2 separate regions of the Lactuca sativa genome follow, and region 2 is linked to region 1. Evidence: chromatin contacts called from public Hi-C data. All regions are on one chromosome and are shown on one strand. The core of a region is the stretch at or near the end of the contact, and the rest is flanking DNA. Distances in the headings are between cores, read along the strand shown. Region 1 holds the start of LOC111890826 (D-amino-acid transaminase, chloroplastic). Region 2 holds the start of LOC111921537 (protein CUP-SHAPED COTYLEDON 2).

Region 1 (2,992 bases), core at 172-2,671:
AGGAGCCAATTCAAGAAGCCTTTTAGCAGTACACCCACTTAAAATCTTCTCAAAGAAAGGCAAAATAAGCTCATTATCATGTGTTACAAAAGCCACATTCACATTAGGTCCCTCTGCAACATACCCTTCATCATCTACCCAAATTGACGCAAATGCCCCTTTCTCTTCTGCTTCAAGTTTCGAGAGAACATTCGGGAGGTAATTCACGTTTTTGCTTGTGGCAAATAAGGGTACTTTCATCGGGATTGTGGAAGTGATGACTTTAACGCCTTGTTTACATTGAGAAAACTCTTCGTCTATTACAACTGCATAGAATGCAGATGTTGGGCAACCTGAAGGAGAAAGTAGGAAATCGCCTGGACCTGCACTTAACCAGTATCGTAAAGTTCCTTTCTTGCAGTTTGATGCTGATGTTAGTTGGATGAGAATGGTGCGAAGGGTTGATTTTGGGAATGGTGATGAAATCTTGGCTCTTGATGCTGATACAAGGATTCGATCTATATGAGCATCCAGTTCGTAGAGGTATCTGTGAAATGGATTGGAATTCAACTTTAAAATCGATCAGAATTGTGTAAAATTTTGATGAAATTAAGGACTTACCCATCGAGAATAATGGCAGTGTCAAAAACACCATGTCCTCGATGTACCATATGATCGTCAATTGGGATGACCATCATCGCTGGATCGAGAATAATCCCGCCATAAACACTTGAATACATTGCAGGATATGGTGGCTTCTCGACTGAATTCCATTTCTGATGCAACTTTTCAAGCAGCTGATCATCAAAAGATTAATGTGAGATATTGTTTCGAAACAAAATTCAACTTCAATGATGGTGCTTTTCTAGATGCAGAATTGGCATAAGAAACGTGTGTTTGACTGTTTTCTAGTGTTATTGATAAACTTTTTGTGAAATTTTGAGATGATCGGGAATTCGGGATACGAAAACAGAGAGGTGGGGTTGGGTTTTACGGAATATACCTCCGTCGATGATGAGAAAACATGAACTTTAGAATCTTCAGCACTCTCGATCTCAACTGCGATTTATCAATCAGCAAACATATCAAACAACCTATCATGAATTACTATACAATCATAAAAAACCATGACCCTAACTGATGAAACTTACCTGAATTGGTAGCCATTTGAAGAAAGGTGAAAGGAGGAGGGGTTTAACAGGGGCGATCGAGTGAGTGAGTGAGTGAGTGAGTGGGAGATGAGGGTATTTATAGAGAAGAAGGTGGGTTGTTCACCATGAGAGAAGAGAGGAGATAAAAAAGGGTACTCTCGCAGATGTAAAGAAGAGGAATCCATGGTTGTCTTACATGGAAATGGTGGTTGTGGATTTGGGGAAGAAGGGTTTAAAGGTAAAGACGAAAGCGGGTGGCACTGGCCTACCCTCTGTTTGATTCTCTCATCTCTCATGGTGTTTCGAGTCATCCACTTTTTGGTTTACAAAAGCAAATTTAACACGAAATATATTTTTATGGATAATATTTTAAATTTTGTCATTTTTGTTAATATATTTTTATCATTCGAAAAATAATACTATAGTTTATGTGCACAAAAGGATAAAGTTTTTGTTGGTATTTCTTTTAGAAATCCTGTTTCAAAAAACATATTTGAGAATCTATAATATAAATATAAGTGTATTTTGGTATATGTTAACCCGAATTTTACTAATGTGATTTCCTCTTGTATATGTCAATCCAAATAAAGATTAATCTATTTATTGATCTGTGTATGCGTTTATGCGATTTACAGAGGAGAACCAAAGAAAAAAAAAATTAAAGCAAAAACAAAACTTTACTGTACGTGTTTAAATGGGCAAAACTCATTTTACCTATATTTAGGTCCTTATACTACAATATACATGTCACTTTTAACCCTAAACTTATTTATGTATAACTCTAGATTTATTTTAATGTAACGTTGTCCTTATACTACAATATACATATCACTTTTAACCCTAAACTTATTTATGTATAACCCTAGATTTATTTAATAGTCACATTTTACTACAACCTCCTCCTGAAAGTCAAGCTTTTATAACAAACTCGAAACAACTTTGGATAGTTGATGTAACAGTCCAAAATTTCAAGTAAAAATTTTCATTTAAATACTAACAATCCATATTTAATGATTAGAAATTCCCATCATCCAATGTTTCCAAAGATCCAATACATCAACATATTAATTAGAAAGATCAAAGTGTCCATAATAACTAGTAGAGAAAAATGTTGGAGAGTGCACGCTGCGTCATCAAACCGGACCCTTGCCCTTAGAGCTAGAAGTACCTGAATTATCCAGCAAAACTGTAAGCACACGTTTAGTGAGTTTCCTCAAACACATGAAACATATAATCACATAATGCGACACACACATACATACAAGTTTGCCATGGACTCCCTCCATGGTCTTCATTTGGAATGTCATGGGCTAACCCATGGTCTTATATCCCCGAGCCATAGGCTCCTACCATGGTCTTTCCAAGTTCCATGGGCTCCTCCCATGGTCTTCACATAATTCACATATAAATCACTATCAACCATTACATATTCCATGACTAAACATTTCATAACAATTAATGGGTCGACATTGGTGCCTTCAACCCATGAGTGTGGTGAGAAGACTCACCTCGAATACTAAACGATAGCTGACTAGATCCCGACCCAATATCATCTCTACTCAACCCTTAAACAGAAACAATTCCTTAAGTACAACTCAAAATGCCCCAAAACCACTTATAAGTCAAACATGGCCAAACATTCAAAAGGTCAAGAAAGTCAACTCAACCTGGCCGCCACGTCGTGGTATCATTGTACCACGTCGTGGTGCCGGATACGATAAAGCAGTCGCGAACCAACCCATCACCACATCATGGTGGCCTTGCCACATCGTGGTTACATGGTTTTCAACAGCTTCATGCATTCAGCCATTTAATTCAATTCCAAAAGGTCTCCAACTCAGATCTGGTCCAAAATAGGGTCT
Region 2 (3,293 bases), core at 653-3,152, 700 kb after region 1:
TCTGGAATTAATTTGTTTATGTAGATGATTCAATGAATGATATTGGTGAGATTCCAATTCTATTGGAATGGAATTACGAGTTCCAATTCTGTTGGAATTAAATCATGAATTCTAATTCTGTTGGAATGGAGTATGGATATTTTCTCACTGATTTATGCATGTTCTACAATTCTTGTTTATTGGTTTTGGTGCAATTCACAAGTCCACATTTTTTTCCAAAGGAATTTAGTTTTTTATTTTTCATTTGCTAATGTATTATTGGAATCTAAACTACAATTTTGTTTTGTTTTCACAGAAGTTGATGCTTGAAGAACGAACCACAAAATTGAAAGTGATTGTAAGCAACATTATTCTTTTAGAATGTATTAGTGTCGTTGTTAGATTTTGATGTTTTCTTTCCCGTTTTAAAAGTTTTTTTAGTTTTATTCTTTAACAATAAATGTACTTTTTAACAATTGTTACCCGTATTCTATAAGAAATAATGTATTTTTTGTTTTTATAAGAAATAATGTATTTCTATAAGCTAGTTGATTCTTCGCGTTTCGATCTCCATCACTAGGACACCCAATTTCACCCACTATGATTCCCATATTTATGAATCCATTCTTTTGTATGGCCCAGACGAGGGTATCGTAGTTGGCATCGAACATATTTGTGTAGGTGGTGCCGCCTTCGTTCACCAAAGTTGCGTTTCTGTAGAAGAACGCGTATTACATCGAAAAATTGGAGTCGATGTAGAGGCTTATGAAGGGGTAGATGTTGACAGTGAATGGAGATCCATTTTCGTTTAGGAATTTGGTGAGTTGGATCATCTAATCTCGCAGAATCCTTCATTACACGTCAATTGAACGAGACTGGAGGGATATTGTGAATGTGGATGAAAGAGGCAATAGGGTTTTAAACAAAGTAATTGTCTAAATTAAAGGATAGATGGTTTAATTAATTATTTATTAAAATTAAATAATACTTGGCCCATATTATTAATCAAAAAGATCTTTTGTATATGCAAAAGATCTTTTTGAAATAAATAATCAACTACAATATACATAAAGTCAGATAATATCATATCTATGTAAGACATTAATATATCAGTTGAACTGAGGCTTATGGAGATTAAACTATGGCCTTTTTTGGATTATTTATTTAAAGTATTAATTAGTATATTGCGGTTTAATGCATTTTAAGTGTTTAGATTAAATACAATAAAAAATGTTGATTGATTTAAATAAACAATGTTTGATAAGCTATCTAACTTAATAGAAAATTCTTATCAAACAGGAAACAATTTAACCAATTATCTTTGTTCTAAACACACACAAAAAAAACATATATACATTAAATCGTAGTTTTGTTTTGTTTTTACCAGCAATGCAAATACCATTATACTCTTTTATCTGGTCAACTTTTTTTTTTAATCTTATAAGCAAAATTTGTTAAATATTTAAAAATAATCTATCTATTTATTGTTTTATGATATGGTGTGACTTGTGAGTATGTTCGGCAACGAGCTATTAAATTTTTTATAAACTTTCAGTTAAAAAAAAAATTTAAGAAAATTGTCCCATCAATAATAAGAACTTAAAACTTTTATTTTAAATAAAAAAATCAAAAACTATTTCAAGTTTTTAAGCGTACAACTAATAGACGTCTTTAAGCCAACGCTAATATTGTCAAACATACCAATAAGCCATCTTTAAATATGTTTTGGTATCCCAAAAACTAATAGACGTCTAAAACACTAAAATCATGATACATAATAAATTAATATAGAGTTAAAATTGGTAGACTTTGGTAAAAAAAAAAAAAAAAAAAAAAAAACGAAGATGGAGTTAGTTACTGTTCTCCATCCCTCTTTTTTCTTCTCCACTGACAATAGGAATACCCTGCACACTTCTTCTCGCACGCACGCATACTCTTAACACATACTCTCTCTCTAAACCCATATGGATATGATAAGAGCCACGGCAGAGTTGCAGACCCAAAGACACGAAAAACCCTAAATTCCATTTTTATTTTAATCTTTCAATCGATTGATAGTACAGATATTATTAATTTCTTGATTCTCCGAATCCCCATAAACGCCACCCCATCTCCAACTCCTATATATAGACACATATCTCATTCGTCATCACACCAAAACCAAAGCCAAAACGCCAGTTTGCCTTTTTCCGACAGCCGTGTGCGGAGGAGGTGCTACTTAAGTATACTGCTATGGAGTTTTTCACACACCATTTTGATAACACTGAAGCTTGTTTGCCACCTGGGTTTAGATTCCATCCGACTGATGAAGAACTCATCACTTGTTACCTTCTCCGAAAAGTCCTCGACGGCAGCTTCACCGGCCGGGCATTCGCCGACGTTGATCTTAACAAATGCGAACCATGGGAGCTTCCACGTACGATTCAACTTATTGATCGACACTCACACACAGCTCACGCATTTTGTAACTTTTTTTTTTAGGGTTTTTGTTTTTTGGTACAGAAAGAGCGAAAATGGGGGAGAAAGAATGGTACTTTTTCAGTCTCCGGGACAGGAAATACCCAACTGGGCTGAGAACTAACAGGGCGACGGAGGCCGGCTACTGGAAAGCCACCGGAAAAGATCGCGAGATCTACAGCTCCAAGACTTCTGCTCTTGTGGGGATGAAGAAAACCCTAGTTTTCTACCGTGGTAGGGCTCCAAAAGGGGAGAAAAGCAACTGGGTGATGCATGAATATCGTCTTGAAGGCAAATTTGCCTACCATTTTCTCTCTAAAAGCTCCAAGGTACCTTCAAGAACTTCATCACCTCATTCTAGCTAGGGTTTATATATACTTCATGTCATCCACAAGAATTTTGATTTTGCATGGTGTGTTTTGTGTTAGTTATTTTAGTTAAAGGTTGTATTAAATGCAAGATTTTTAACGGTTAAACTGCTCTTTGCTTGCATTAAAATTTAAAAGTCTTTCTTTGTGGCTTGTGTACACACTGAACTGAACAAGCATTAAAGATTTAAATTTTAAAGTTTGTGTTTTTCTTTTGTTATATATACTACTGTTTGTTCTTGTTCTTGTTCTTGTTTTGGGTTTTTGATACATCTTATTGGTAATTAATTAATCAGGATGAATGGGTGATCTCCCGTGTTTTCAAGAAAAGTGGTGTTGGATCTGTCGGCGGCGCCGGCAGCGGCAGCGGCAGTGGTAGCGTTGGCGTTGGGAAGAAGTGGTTTAGCGGTGGGATAAATATCGGGAAAGAAGCCAGCTCCTCGTCGGCGGTTTCGGGCTCACTACCACCGTTACTCGACTCCTCCACCT

The links. Hi-C and Micro-C count contacts between places; a contact is called where the count stands out from the background.
Region 2: a Hi-C map of bud shows a contact between it and region 1, with 7 times the contacts expected there. The contact joins the promoter of LOC111921537 here to the promoter of LOC111890826 in region 1. A contact is called at or near these places in 2 of 4 Hi-C or Micro-C datasets (bud and leaf).

What each region holds. Positions count from the first base shown.
Region 1 is chr7:186,781,017-186,784,008 of Lsat_Salinas_v11, forward strand. LOC111890826 (D-amino-acid transaminase, chloroplastic) reads right to left here and starts at 1,422. Exons shown (of 5, transcript XM_023886906.3): 1 at 1,131-1,422; 2 at 983-1,038; 3 at 601-776; 4 at 1-526. The coding sequence starts at 1,146.
Region 2 is chr7:187,482,048-187,485,340 of Lsat_Salinas_v11, forward strand. It overlaps LOC111921537 (protein CUP-SHAPED COTYLEDON 2), which reads left to right and starts at 1,903. Exons shown (of 3, transcript XM_023917119.3): 1 at 1,903-2,395; 2 at 2,482-2,765; 3 at 3,101-3,293. The coding sequence starts at 2,212.